3 separate regions of the Mus musculus genome follow, and regions 1 and 2 are each linked to region 3. The links are chromatin contacts, called in public Hi-C and HiChIP or PLAC-seq maps. All regions are on one chromosome and are shown on one strand. Each heading gives the region's core, a stretch centred on a gene start, on an enhancer-like site or on the middle of the called end of the contact. The rest is flanking DNA. Distances are from core to core; before and after follow the strand shown.

Region 1 (4,606 bases), core at 1,585-4,084, 850 kb before region 3:
CAAAGGGAAGGGGACCTAGACTGAGGCCAGCTTCCGGTGCATAGCCATGGTGAGATGGATCCCCAATGCAAAACCAGGCCAGCAAGCTATCTCAGCAGTTAAAGAGAGGCTTCTGCAGCACAGCCTGCCAACCTGAGTCCACTCCCGGGATCCACGTGGTGGAAAGAAAGAATCCAAAGCTCACCGATTGTCCTTCAACCTCCACACATGTGCCATGGTGCAGTCCCATGTGTAAGAGTGCACACACTCACATGTACAAATATCTAAATCTAGTAATCTAATCGTCACAACAGCACCGCCCCCTCAAGCCTGAGTGCTTTAAATCCAGCAGTCGGCTCTTCTTGCCTAGGGCTCGGCCCACTGTTAGAACAATGTCCAGCAACTCCCCCAGATGGGTCTCTCTAAAGCACTTAGACTCCAGCCTCGAGGTTTTCCCAGATTTCTTTGTAATTTGGCCTTTGTCAACTGCTCATTTGCACCATGGCTCTGCTTAGCCGGTTTGGAGGAAGGCTTGGGATGGGGGGGGGGGGGGGGAATGGGGAGGACTCTTTTAGCTCACCCTGTCTCTGGGACTTGTTTTCTAAAGTGTATTTTGTTTTTATTTTGGTGTTTGTTGAGCAGCTGTGTCAAGCTGTGTTTCCTTTCTAAATCCTTTGTCACTGAGCAGCCAGCTAGGGTTTTCTTCTGGCCCTGAGTGCTGTCCCGTTGGCTCTGCTGTCTGGCTTCTCTTTGGCTCTCTCCTTAGAACTGAGAACGGTTGTGTTTTCTTTGGTTTGCCTTGGGGCCTTTGAATTTAGAAGTAGTTCCTCTTGGAGGTGCTCATCGACCCAGGAACTCGTTCCCCTTTCCCTGCAATTTTACTGCATACGTATTTTCAAATCTATAATTAAATACTCTCTAGCTTTGAATGGTCAGAAAGTCTTGGTAAATGGGGTTGTGTTGAGTTTGTTTTCCTGTAACTTGCCTTTTTATTTCGTATAAAAACCCTGAGAGGGCTGGTGAGATGGCTTAGTGGTTAAGAGCACCGACTGCTCTTCCGAAGGTCCCGAGTTCAAATCCCAGCAACCACATGGTGGCTCACAACCATCCATAACGAAATCTGATGCCCTCTTCTGGAGTATCTGAGGAAAGCTACAGTGTACTTACATATAATAAATAAATAAATCTTTAAAAAAAAAACCCTGAGATGTTTATATAACGTGAACTGACACATTTATATGTGTACGGAGCCTTGTGTCTCAGTGGCTTTACCTCGCAGGCAGTCTCTACAGTTACAAAGGGCCGTGCGCGCTGCTGACAGTATGGAGCACTCCTGTGTTAGCAATGGTGCTTCTTGCCATTTTCACTGCTGCAGAGAACCTCTGACGGTTTCACTTCTGAGATTTGTTTTTCCATGGGATTTCTGTTGTCTACATTTCCGTGTATAAGCTTGCGTACAGATATTAGATATTCTGCTTTTCCGGTATTCGACCTCATAATGATCCTCACAGTGACACAGCTCTCCCACAGCATCCGTGATCGATCACAGACGCATCCCCCTTGCTTGCAGCTTTTGCTTTTCCGGGTTTTCAGATGCTGTTCTCCACCTCTGGTTGGAATAATAACCGTAAATTTTTTGTTCTTGCTGGTTTTACCGTTTGATCATCACGTTTGGGTTCTACATATCTCCTGCCGACCCTTGCTAGCCGGGATCCGTGGACCTAGCCAGTTCTTAAAACGGTCCATCATCCTTGTCTATAGACAGATGCCATTGAATCTTATGGTGTTTGTTTCCCACCCACGCCTTGCTCTTCTTCCAAACCATCCACAGTACAACTTTCTGTTTACTTGAAACTTTCGAGTCAATGAAGTCTTAGTCTTTCCCATGAATTCCTGGTGGGTTTTCTTCAGTACTTTCGAAACTGTCCGTATTTTAACGTCATGTTAAAATCCACTTGGGTCTGTGTGTTGAGTGGGGCTGGCAGTGCTCTTTGGTTCTCTTGGTGAGGCTGAGGGCTCAGAAGTAGGTCCTGTTTAGCTCTCCATTGGTAGTCACTGAGTTTTTAAATGAAACTTTATCATTTCCTCTCTGATTCATACATCTTAACATTGTATTTCTTTTTCTTGTTTTAATGTACTGGCTAGGATATTTTCTGCATCTCTTGAGGTGGGTCTTTCTATTTTAATATTCCTCTGTAGGTGAATTGCATTGCTTTTAGAATGTGAAAATGGCCATTTCCTGCTTAACTGCAACATTGTCGATAGTGTGTACATTGGTAGGCTTAGTGAAACCATATTTTGCCAGTATCTGTGCCTTATCCATGAGTATATGCTTTATTTTTAGAATAGATTATAAATACTTCTCTTTTTTTAGTATTGGTCCTTATGACAGAGGATGTCCCGTTGACTTATTCATGTGTGCACACAGATTAATCCCAAGCGTGAGGTGATGGATTTGCAGAGCTCGTCTCCCCCCGTGGTGGATGTCCTTTCTTTCGATTCAACCACAGTAAGTAGTCTTTCTCTAACTTAAGCGGTGCTGCACCATTTGTCACAGTCTATTTCCTTACAAAGTGAAAGAATCGGGGATAAAGCGTGAGCTCGGTGGCCTAACCTTTCAGCACAGCAAGGCTGTATACAAAGTCATTTCTACGTTTCTAAAATACCACCAGGGGGAGCAGCAGCCATTTCCAGAACAGTTTTACCTTGGAATATCTTAAACTCAGTCGAACTCACCCTCCCTGTACCCCTGCCCCCCTTGTTTCCTGCTCACTTCCCCCCGCCCCCCTATTTCCTGCCCCCCCTGTCCCCTACCTCCTGCCTACCCTGTTCCCTGCTCCCTTCTCCCCCATCCTCTGCCCCCTATCCCCTGCTCCCTGTCCTGGGGTACTACCCTGCTGTCATAGAGAAGACTGTACTGCCCTAAAAATGGCAGTTCCTCTGCTTTGTTTATGTTACTCTCTTGATGGATTACCCAGAAATAAAGTATCTCTACTACTTACAATTTTGTTTATAAAAATGATCCGTATATGTTGCGCATCTGAAGGTTTCAGAGACAGTTTGAGCCATCTACCTTCTGTGTCTGCCCTCTCTTCTACACAAATCACAGTAACGCTGCTGATTAGCACAAGCCCTGCTCTGAGAGCAGGAAGAACAGTGTTGCCTGTGACCACACTGACACCACGCTGTCCATTTAGTTCAGTATTGTGGGTAAAATTTTAAAGAAACACAGCCTGACATATAGACTCAAGTAGATGCCAAGAAGCAAATCTAGCGCAAAGGAGTTCTGCCTGTCCCCAGGAAGCACTGCAGTCCTGCAGCTATGAAGGGTCCTCTCAGAGTTAGTGCCAGTGAGAATGTTCTTCTCTGAGAAGACGCAGCAGCGAGAGCCACATAGCAGCAAGCAGGCCCTCACTGTGAAGGGAAGGCACGAGTCTGTGGTGGAGCTGATCTGGGCACTTACCGTGCTCACATCCACAAACCCTCAGCATTTCTGCACGAATGAGTGACTTGTCCAATTAAATTTATCTAAACATTAGCTAGCTAGCTAAAACTTGGCACAGTGCTCTCCCTATAGTTAGTCTTCAATGAACTTGACACACCCCATGCCTCTGACCCCATATGTCCCAGTGAGCTGACTTTGTATTCTGTAGATAAGGTAGCTTGGGAAGTCACCAGCAGGCTCGACTTTAGTGCTCCTGACTTAGAAACTGTCTCAGAGTTTTCCTTCTCTTTTTGAGACTCACTCCCCCTGCCGGTACCCTTTAAGCTTTGCAAAGACTCCTGACTTGGGGCTAGAGAGGTGGCTCATCAGTTAAGAGCACTGGCTACTTTTCCAGAGGTCCTGAGTTCAATTCCCAGCAACCACATGGTGGCTCACAACCATCTGTAATGGGATTGATGCCCTCTTCTGGTGTGTCTGAAGAGAGCAACAGTGTACTCATATTTTAAAAACAAAAAACAAAGAAACCAAGTTTGCTCTGAAGGTGGGCCTGTCACCAGCTAGAGCAAAAGGGTACTTATCCCTTGACGGTAACCCAGAAGAACCAGAATCAGCTAGTTTATGTGGTATTTGTGGGACTGTGATGAAGGAGTGTCATCCACAAGAGGGGAGCACTAAGTAGAACAGTCAGTCATCCACAAGAGGGGAGCACTAGCCTGAGTAATGTGAAGCTGCCTTTATGTAACAAAGCCAGTCGAACACCAGTGACTTCACTTTAGAGTAGCAAAGCCAAACATCGTGGCACATTCTAATTTAGAGTTCAGGAGTCAGGGGCAGGAGGGTTTTGAGTTTGAGGCTAGCATGAATTATATAGTAAGACTATGAAAGGCAAAGGGCTGGGAGTGTGTGCCTGTAGCAGTTTGGCTAGCACATAGAAGCTACACTAAGGTGAGTCTTAGCTATCCTCTAATGTCTCACTATAGAGGAGAAATTAAGGCATACAAAGTAACTGTTGGTATCTTTGTGGCTTGTACTTCTGTCTCTAATGCCTGACAGAAATTTTGATATAATATTTGGATACCAAAATCAGTTGTAAGCTGGGCATGGTGGCACACGCCTTTAATCCCAGCACTTGGGAGGCAGAGGCAGGTGGATTTCTGAGTTCGAGACCAGCCTGGTCTACAA
Region 2 (4,572 bases), core at 947-3,446, 750 kb before region 3:
ATCAACCTCCCAACTGTCTGGTGCTTCACTTCAAATTTTGGTAAAGAAAAACCCAACCTGCTTCCCTCTTCTGTTTGGAGGTTGAGGCTTGTCCTTCACGTTTCCGCGGAGCACCCCACTTCCCTCCTCCTAACCATTGGTCCCACAGACTGAAATGTCTCAGGGTGGGAAAACCTGTAACAGATGGGGAAGGATCTGGGGGCGTCAGCTGCAGCACAGGCCTACCCCAGCGGGAGTTGGAAGCTAGCCAATGAAATATGGGCGTTTTGTTCCCAGTGCTGCCCAAAAAAGGCGCGGAGAGAGGTTGGAGGCAACCCCCATTTTCATCAAAACGCTCCTTCTGGGGCGCCTGCCTGCGGGAGGGCTCCAAAATTGGCTACTTGGACCTCCAAGTCGCCCTGTTTTAGCCCACATTTCCCAAACCCCGGAAGAGGCGGGTGATTAAAAATGCAAATTGCTTTGCGGGCGACAGTAGGTAGGACCCGGCTGCGAGGCGCTGGGCTGGGGAGATCCCGTGACCTTAGACGCCCTCCGCGCCCCGGATTCGGGAAGGGCCGCAGCCGGCGCTTCCGCCTCCCGGTCGCGGCCGGACAAAGCCCAGCTCCTTTCCCTGGGACCCGAGGGGCTGACCGGATCGGGACGCGCGCCTTCCGCAGGGCCCGCCGTCGCCGCACACAGGTGGTTTTCCGTCCGGGAGGGGCGGCCTCTGCACTTTTATATAACAATAGAACCGAGCGCGCCGGGGATGCGCTCTTGTCGCCGTCGCGGCCCCCGCCGGCCACGCCTCCATCCGGCTCCGGTGCCGCCTCCGTCCTGAGTTGCCTGCGGGTGGTGCCCATGAGACTTCCCAACCCTAACTCTGGAACCATGGGGTCCAGACAGGGACACCTCTGGCTCCTTTTCCGCTCCAGGTCTCTCACTAGGCGACGGTTCCGCGACGGCCTTACAAGCGATCACGGGGTCGTCGCGTGTCCTGCCCCCCCCCCCCCATCCCCCAGAGCAGCAATGCTGCGGCCAAAGCGCAGCGCGCAAGCGCGTTTGGAGCTGCTAGCGTGCTCCTTGCGGGGCCCGGGGACCGCTGCAGCCTAGAAAGGATAGGGGACCGGCCTCTGTCCACAACCGCCACTGTTTACGCTTGAGTTCCCGCAGGCTTGCAGGTCTCCGGGGTGCAGGAAACGTTGGTGAGGCCTGTCGTCCCAGGCACCTAACCTAGGCTGCCTTGCCAGACCGGTTCCTCTTAGAAACCAAACTCTGCTCTTGGCTCCAGATCGTTAAAGGAGCTCGACTCCCCAGGCTCGATGGGTGACCGGTGATGGTGGTGGGGAGCAAGATCTCCGGAACAATGGCTCAGAATGCCCCCACTTCACCGGAGCAGAAGAAAAGTGCAGGGATAGCTGACAAGGTTTTGGGTGCTTACACCACCCGCCCCCCCCCCTCCGCTGCCGCCAAGAAAGTTGAGAAAGCCCGGGGTTGGGGCGCTTCTGGTTTTCTGGACAACCAAACGCTTGTTTGCTTAGTTGCTTTAAAATGTTTCAACAAAACACTAGTTTGTTTCTAGAGATGTTGGATTAGCATTTAACACTTCGTTGGGTCGCTAAAGCCCAGGCAGTCCACCAGTCCCAACACAGCCTCGCCTAAAAGGACATTAGAACAAACAGAACTAGACTTTTAAAAGAGCCAAACAAATGCCACACACGATCTAAAGGAGGACCGGGTTGGGGGTGGGGGAGCAGGGGCGGCGCTATGGCGGGCTTGGATCTAGCGTTAAAGAGAATTAAAAAGGGGGAAAACCCCTCAAGTTTTATTAAGGCTAACTTAAGATTGTAAGCGTCGCGAATAAGGGCTTTTGTGCTTGCTAATTGCACTACTGGTGCGCAAGAGTTAGACGCGAAGTGTGAACTCTAAACAGAAGGAAACACGAGACAACTTTAGTGCCCTGGTTTATGTGCCCTGCTCCTCCTCCACCGCCGCCTCCTCTTCTTTCTCCTTCCTCCCGCCGAGCCCGCAGTTGCAGCTTGTTTGCACTGGGGCTTATCCGGAGCGGAAATTCCTTTCCGTTTTTGTGAATGACAAACTCATTAACAATTCATCAACACAACCTGTTCCAGCCGGCCCGTCCCCACGGCAACAGCCCCTTCCGCAGCGCGCTCATTGGCTGACCGAGAGAATGTATCCATTGAGACGCTGGCTGTTTGTATCCATTGAGGAGCTGCCTCGCACAGGGGGTGTGCTCTCGCGGAGTCCTAGGGACTGTGAGCAAACCCAGTCTTGAATAATCCGGCGAGAAACACCGGGTTGGATCCGAGGTGCAGCCTCAGAGGGAAGGATTAAGAGCCGCTAGACTTTTTTTCTTTTCCCTTTTTCTCCTCTCAGTGGCACGGAGTCCGAATTAATTGGATTTCATTCACTGGGTAGGAACAAAACTGGGCACCTTCATTCAGAGAGAGAGATTCATTGACTCGGAGAGTGATCTGGTGCAGAGGGACCACCGACTTGACTTCTGTGTCGCTTTCCCTAACCGCTAGCCTCGGCTTGGGAAAGGCGAGGCGGAATCAAACCCCGCTCCGAGAGCGGGAGCTTCGCGCAGCGTGCTCGGCCTATGCCTGCCTCGAGGGGCGTCTGCTAGGCACCCCGCCTTCTCCTGCAGCTCGACCCCCATGATAGATACGCTCAGACCCGTGCCCTTCGCGTCGGAAATGGCGATCTGCAAGACGGTGTCGTGGCTCAACGAGCAGCTGGAGCTGGGCAACGAACGGCTTCTGCTGATGGACTGCCGACCACAGGAGCTGTACGAGTCGTCACACATCGAATCTGCCATTAATGTGGCCATCCCCGGCATCATGCTGCGGCGTCTGCAGAAGGGCAACCTGCCCGTGCGTGCGCTCTTCACGCGCTGCGAGGACCGGGACCGCTTTACCAGGCGCTGCGGCACCGACACCGTGGTGCTGTACGACGAGAATAGCAGCGACTGGAATGAGAACACTGGTGGAGAGTCGGTCCTCGGGCTGCTGCTCAAGAAACTCAAAGACGAGGGCTGCCGGGCGTTCTACCTGGAAGGTATGTTGTGCGCCCCGGGTGCAGGGCTCCGGGCTGGGACTGCAGGCTGGGGAAAATGTTAGCGAGGTAGCGATCGCCGCTTGCATTGCGCTTAGGGGAGCTAGCTGGGCCACCGTGGTAGCTTCTCCTTCAAGGGTTAATCAGGCACCTTTCTTTGGGTAGGTGTAGGATTAAGGTTCACAAGAGCTGGAAACGTAGTTCAGGGTGCAGCTTGGCACCTCGCAGCTCCTCGAAATATTAAGAAAAGTAATCTTGTGCATTTCCAGATTCAGGAGAATAAGTGTTCCCAGGGTAAGCAGCGGGTAGTGTTCCTAAAGGTGCGCATTGAAGCGTGCTTCTACCACTGCCGGGGGTTCCTAGGGTGCCTGTCCATAGTGTTCTTTGTGCTTCTCACTAGCTGTAAATTACTACAGCTTCTCCGGTTACAAGATTGCTTTTCTTGTTTCTGGCAGGTGGCTTCAGTAAGTTCCAGGCCGAGTTCGCCCTGCACTGCGAGACCAATCTAGACGGCTCGTGCAGCAGCAGTTCCCCGCCTTTGCCAGTGCTGGGGCTCGGGGGCCTGCGGATCAGCTCGGACTCTTCCTCGGACATTGAGTCTGACCTTGACCGAGACCCCAATAGTGCAACGGACTCTGATGGCAGCCCGCTGTCCAACAGCCAGCCTTCCTTCCCGGTGGAGATTTTGCCCTTCCTTTACCTGGGCTGTGCCAAGGACTCGACCAACTTGGACGTGTTGGAAGAGTTTGGCATCAAGTACATCTTGAATGTCACCCCCAATTTGCCCAATCTGTTTGAGAATGCGGGCGAGTTCAAATACAAGCAAATTCCTATCTCGGATCACTGGAGCCAAAACCTGTCCCAGTTTTTCCCTGAGGCCATTTCTTTCATAGGTGAGACTAATTTACAGTCATTCATAGAGTTGAAGATCTTAATCTGTTTTCCTGCAGGCTGTTTTGCTGGACTGCAGGTCTTCTACTGTCTTTAAGAGTGTTAATTCTTGTTTACCTTCTTGCTTAAAGGGAAAACAGGGCCCGTTGACGTAGCAGATCGGGGGACTATTTGAGCCATTTAATTCATACTTTTAAAAGGAGGCTGTTCCAATCAGCCATGTTTTCCTTATCTCTAGACGACAGGATGTGAGAGGAGAGTGAGTTAAAAGCACTCACTTGCAGACAAGAATTCTAGTATTGCATTATAATTAAAAAAATATATCTAGGAGTTATTTTAGGACACCCAAGTTAGTTGTTGGAAAGCAGTTTGAATACTAGCTGTTACCTAGCTGAGTGATACTGCAGGGTACTGGTTACTGTGAGCCTCTGGGTAACCTGATCCCCCGCAGGAAGGACTGTGGGCTGAGAGCCTAAGAGAAGCGAAGCTCCAGGCATTGTAGTGCATTTCCTATTACAAAGGAACTCATTTTCAGGCCATGTAGACATCCTGTTCCTTCTAATGGGCTGTCCCCTGTGACTTCCCTCTCTCTTTTAAAATGCCTGAATACCCCCATTGTTAGCTGCA
Region 3 (4,714 bases), core at 407-2,906:
CCCAATCCCTTAGAAGTGGCACAGGGAGGCAGACCAGTAGGTAAGATTGGTCTGATAGGAGACTTAGTTCAACATTGCTGGCTTTGAAGATAAAGGTGGCTGTGAGTGTAGGAACCTGGGCAGCCTTCAAAGCTGGGAAAGGCAAGGAAATGAATTCTCTCACTCAGCCTGCGGAGAGGAATGCAGTCTTGGCAACAGCTGGTTTTCCCTCAACAATAGCCATTTTGGACTTTTGACCCTCAACAGTAAGATGAACATGTGACCATTTACAACATTTATTCTGAGTTAAATTCTCGCAGCACAAGTAGGCAACTAGCAAAGGGAGTTTGGCATATTAACTTTTTGTTTTGTTTGTTTTTTAACAATGGCAAGTGAGCTTCTCAAACCAAATTTGGAATACTCCTCTCTTATAAGAATGACTGGACAGCATACTTGTTCCAAAAAATTACTGATGGGGATTTGAGGCTAATATTTTCCTTATAAAAATAACAAAATGCCTTTTCGTTTTCCTCAATTACCTTTAAAAATATTGAAGGGCTTCGAGAAAAAGAACATTCTTATTTGGCATATTATTTTTTTTTTAGGGCAGTATGTCCAAGGTTCTGGATTTGAATCACAACTCTCGGGGTTTTTTTGGGGGGGGGAATTAACCTCTTGAGGCTATTTCTTAATCTATAACATGGAAAACACACACACACACACACACACACACACACACACATGCACGCGCGCGCACACACACACACATACTCACTCACTCACCAGGCACACACTAGGCCTATGGGCAAAAGAGATAATTTATGAATAGTTCTTGCACAACACCTACTACGTAATAAAAGATCCATCACATAATGTTATGAGATGTGTTACTATGGCCATTGTTCGCTTTCTGATTTTTACAAACTTTCCTAATCTGAAAGTGGACCTTTCAAAACCCTTTCTGTGAGAACAACCCGCAGTTAGTAAGCTATCTTTTTCTTTCAATTTTGTTTTCCAAAGGCTCTGTAGTAAACTGTTGAAAACAGCATCTCCTTTAGTACCATTTAATCCTGAGTCACTTGTTTTCTCACTAAAGTAACTGAGGAGAAACAAAAGGAAAAAGGAAAGGGAGGAAGGAAGAAGGAAGGAAAGAAAGAAGAGAAAGGAACGGAACAGAAAGGAAAAGAAAAGAAAAGAGAAAAGAAGAGAAGAGAAAAACTAGCTAAGACAATGGGATTGTAATTAAACTTTTTTGGTTGTTGGTTCTATTTCCCTGAGGCGAGGTAGGGGAAAAGAACCAAGTGAAGTCTATCCGACCACGCGGCTCCTGAGCCAGGACCCTCTCCACTGTGCGCGGTGCAACGAGGGTACCCGGACAGTGCTGGTGAGCTTGCTGCGGACTGGGGAGCCGGGCACAGGGCAGCTACTGCAGGTTGCTCAGCGGCATCCGAGACTCCCGGTGCCTCAGGGACTCTGGCCAGTACCCAGACAGGGGACGCACCAGGCTCGATCGGTCCAACCTCTGGGAAGATCCCCGCCCTTCAGCGCGCTCCCGGGTCTCCCAGCCTGGACTCGGTGCGCGGCTCTCCTCCCCGAGGCTCCGGAAGGGAAGGAGGCGTGTCCGGAGCTGGCGGGCGGGCGGGAGGGAGCTGTATAAAAAGCGCTGGCGGCGCAGCAGCCGGGGCTTCATTTGCTGTCTGTCACCGGGACCGAGAGTGCCGCGGGAAAGCAACGGCCAAGGACGGGGCGCTGCGTTCGAGCTACCCAATGCTGGGACTATCTGCAGCCGCTGCTGGTGCAATATGCTGGAGCTCCAGAACAGCTAAACGGAGTCGCCACACCGCTGCCTGGGCTGGATCGCAGCGCTGCCTTTCCTTATGAAGAAGACACAAGTGAGTAGGGCACGCCCGGGAGGAGCTCGGAAGCTTTCCAAGAAAATCGCTCCGGGAGCCCCGGGGAGCCCGGCGCGCTCTGGGACCGGCAACCAGGCCATGTGGGGCTGCGCCCTCCCGGTGAGCCAGGAGGGTGTGGGAGAGACAGGCGTGGTGTGAGAGCCCGAGCCGCCGCCCCAGGGGTGAGCCCGGGAGCTGGGGAGAGCCAGGGCTGAGAGTGAGCCTGTGGCAAGTTTGCAGCCGCAGCTGCGAAGTTTGAAGCTGTCAGTGGCAAACCGCCGATGCAGGCTACGCTTCCTCCGCCTGGGTGTTGGAGTTATCACCGGGAAGGCTTGGGTTTCTTATTTAATTTTTTAATTTTTTTGGACCGGAGGTCTTTCCCCGTGGATTCGGGGAGATTATGAAACAGCTTCCCACGCGCCACCCTCGCTCGCTCTCGCAGGCAGATTTATCTGTGCAGTCCCCAGGTGGGCGCGGGACGCGGTGCGGACGCGGGCTCAGCCGCTGGAGCGAAGCCAACCCAGAGCTCCTAGGCGGCAGCGCCAGGCGGGGTGCAGAACCTGCCCGGCAGGCGGGGAAAACTTGGCAGCCTGCGGTGTCGGCCGGGTTCACAGCTCTGGGTGGGCCCTCCAGAAAGCTCTAGATGGAGTAGTAGTACTTCCACACTGCATGACAAGACAACCTCTCCCATTACAGAACAGCAAAAGTTCTTTTCTTCTTCTTCTTCTTCTTCTTCTTCTTCTTCTTCTTCTTCTTCTTCTTCTTCTTCTTCTTCTTCTTCTTCTTCTTCTTCTTCTTCTTCTTCTTCTTCTACTCCTCCTCCTCCTCCTCCTCCTCCCTCTTCTTCTTCCTACTTCTCCTTTTTTTTTTAATGTGCACCTCCTAAAGATAGTTATTGAGATAATGCCCAGGGTCTCTAAATTGCGCTTTATGCATAAAACATAGCCCGGGGGTACAATTATGTCTTTTCTTCGTTGACGGGGGAGGGTGTATGTGTGGAAAGAGCCACTGTAGTAATTCTTTCTCCTCTATAGTTCTTTCTACCCTCTACCCTCGCGGTTGCTACCTCTTCATGGTTCTTCCTTTCTGAAGTGTTCTGTCTGCAGCAGGTTGGGTAAAGCTGTTCTTTCAGGTGCCCTGCTCCCTCCATTCTATAGGTGATGTAAATTTCTGAAATGTATGGAAGGGGATGGGATGGGAGGTTTTGTGCTCATTTTCAGCATTGATGAAGGCATCAGTGTGTTGGAGGTAATTTATTAAATTACTCATAGGACGTCTTATTTTAAATAGCTATCTAGGCTGGGATACCGACCCATGAGGAAACAGCAAGAATAAAGCACCTTTTCCTGGCTTGGAAACAGATAGGGGGAGGGAGCATGGCCTGGCATCCTGGAGGTGTTCTGCTTAGAGCAGCTGCCCTGAGTCAGGCTCAGGAGAAAGGGAAGGCAGGTATCTGGCCCTGCGTGCAGGTTAGTTTTACCCCAAAGCATCACACCTCAAATCCCTGCTCTTGAAATGAGGATGTTAAGGGTTTCTGCAACAAAGAAAAGTTTCGCCGTGATTGCTTGGTGTGTACATGCCTTCTGCTTGGTGGAATAATAAACAAGGGTGGGGTACCTATTCCTTTTTTTAAAAGTAGCATCCGCTCACATGAATAATGGTGGCGGCTCTGAGTGCAGCAGCCTCTGGTACAGGAAGAGAGTCCAACCAAGTCTTCTTATTTAAACAAGAAAACAGGAGACGGACAAGGTTAATGTCCAACACGCCAAAGCAGAGAGCAGTTGAGAGTCAGTAGGATTGATGATCCCTGCGCCCTCTTTGCAAAACGAGCGCGAGCCCTGTAATCTCTTTTCCCGCTTTGATTAAATGGCTGTGTAAATAGGATTACATGGAATAATTCCATTGAAAACTAGAAAGAGGTCGATCTAGCCCGAAACACTGTGGAGGTGGCAGCAGTAGTGACTCAGTGCTGCCGACCAGAGATATTTGAGACAGTTAAGTATTTTAGAAATGTGACCTGTTTGGACCAAGTTAAAGTGCAGGCCCTTTGGGGGGGGGCATGCTGCTGATAAAGGGTTTGTAGGCAAAAAGAGGGCAGTGCTCTTATTGAATGGAGGCATTCATTGTGTGGAATCTAATGACCTTCAAGGTTTCCTTTAAGGCTACTTCTAGAAATTCACATTCTTGTCCCTGAAAAAGAAGACACTGGAAAGAGCTCAAAAAAATCAATAAAATAACCCATTGCAGTGAGGGAGGGGGTTACATTCTCTTTCCTATGGTCAAATCTCCTAATCCAAGAGATGCAAAGAAAATTTCTGGGCCACTCTGAATGTGTAGAGAGAGAATAGTGTAAGGGAACTGGACACAAGCAAGATCCAGACTTCTTTGCTTTTAAAATCTGATGTTATCTCTGCCTGAGAGGAGAATCTATTGTTACAAAATAGTCTACTGTAAATATGGGATCAATACCAACTTCCCTTATAACCCCCACCCCCGTTCAATATGCTTTTCATTACCCAGTAAATACAAAATAATGAAATGTTAATATTTTAAGGGATTTTAATTTAAATTTGATAGCTTTGAAAGAATAATGGGGACACCGGGACATTTTGAGCCTTCAGTCAAGCTAAGTAAGTGTGAAAATTCCATCAGCAGCCACTTGGGGCTTGATGGATGACTCTTTGATTTACTTTAGCACCAGGGATGGACTTCAGTATTTGGGAAATAAGCACACAAGTCCCAAGGAGCAACGGGGGGGGGGGGGGGGGGGGGCAACAATGTATGTCTTAAGTTTGTGATGCCGAATGCGTTTTGTATTTTTGAGATTTCTCTTTGTGTCTGTG

Evidence for each region. A called contact is a pair of places that touch in the nucleus more often than the background predicts. HiChIP or PLAC-seq counts read pairs in DNA pulled down with a chosen protein or histone mark.
Region 1: a contact with region 3 is called in a Hi-C map of cerebral cortex, with 3 times the contacts expected there. The contact joins the enhancer-like site here to the promoter of Kitl in region 3. A contact is called at or near these places in 5 of 39 promoter capture datasets (the 3T3-L1 cell line, cranial neural crest, hippocampal neurons and 1 more), 2 of 484 Hi-C or Micro-C datasets (cerebral cortex and ventral hippocampal neurons), 3 of 115 datasets of contacts at active chromatin or transcription factors (astrocytes, embryonic forebrain and forebrain) and 1 of 9 other capture datasets (adipose tissue).
Region 2: a contact with region 3 is called in an H3K4me3 HiChIP or PLAC-seq map of embryonic stem cells, with 13 read pairs. The contact joins the promoter of Dusp6 here to the promoter of Kitl in region 3. A contact is called at or near these places in 2 of 484 Hi-C or Micro-C datasets (cerebral cortex and group 2 innate lymphoid cells), 3 of 115 datasets of contacts at active chromatin or transcription factors (astrocytes and embryonic stem cells) and 1 of 9 other capture datasets (adipose tissue).

The regions. Positions count from the first base shown.
Region 1 is chr10:99,162,462-99,167,067 of GRCm38.p6, forward strand. It overlaps Poc1b (POC1 centriolar protein B), which reads left to right. Exons shown (of 12, transcript NM_027740.7): 10 at 2,408-2,488. Among named protein-coding and RNA genes, the nearest start is that of Galnt4, 57 kb to the left of the region's middle. Within about 2 kb of position 2,835, at least 46 of the 459 cell types and tissues checked have an H3K27ac peak or open chromatin away from gene starts, as enhancers often do. A contact at or near this core is called in cerebral cortex and forebrain, where this site is marked.
Region 2 is chr10:99,261,035-99,265,606 of GRCm38.p6, forward strand. It overlaps Dusp6 (dual specificity phosphatase 6), which reads left to right and starts at 2,197. Exons shown (of 3, transcript NM_026268.3): 1 at 2,197-3,057; 2 at 3,510-3,947. The coding sequence starts at 2,658.
Region 3 is chr10:100,014,165-100,018,878 of GRCm38.p6, forward strand. It overlaps Kitl (kit ligand), which reads left to right and starts at 1,657. Exons shown (of 10, transcript NM_013598.3): 1 at 1,657-1,871. The coding sequence starts at 1,857.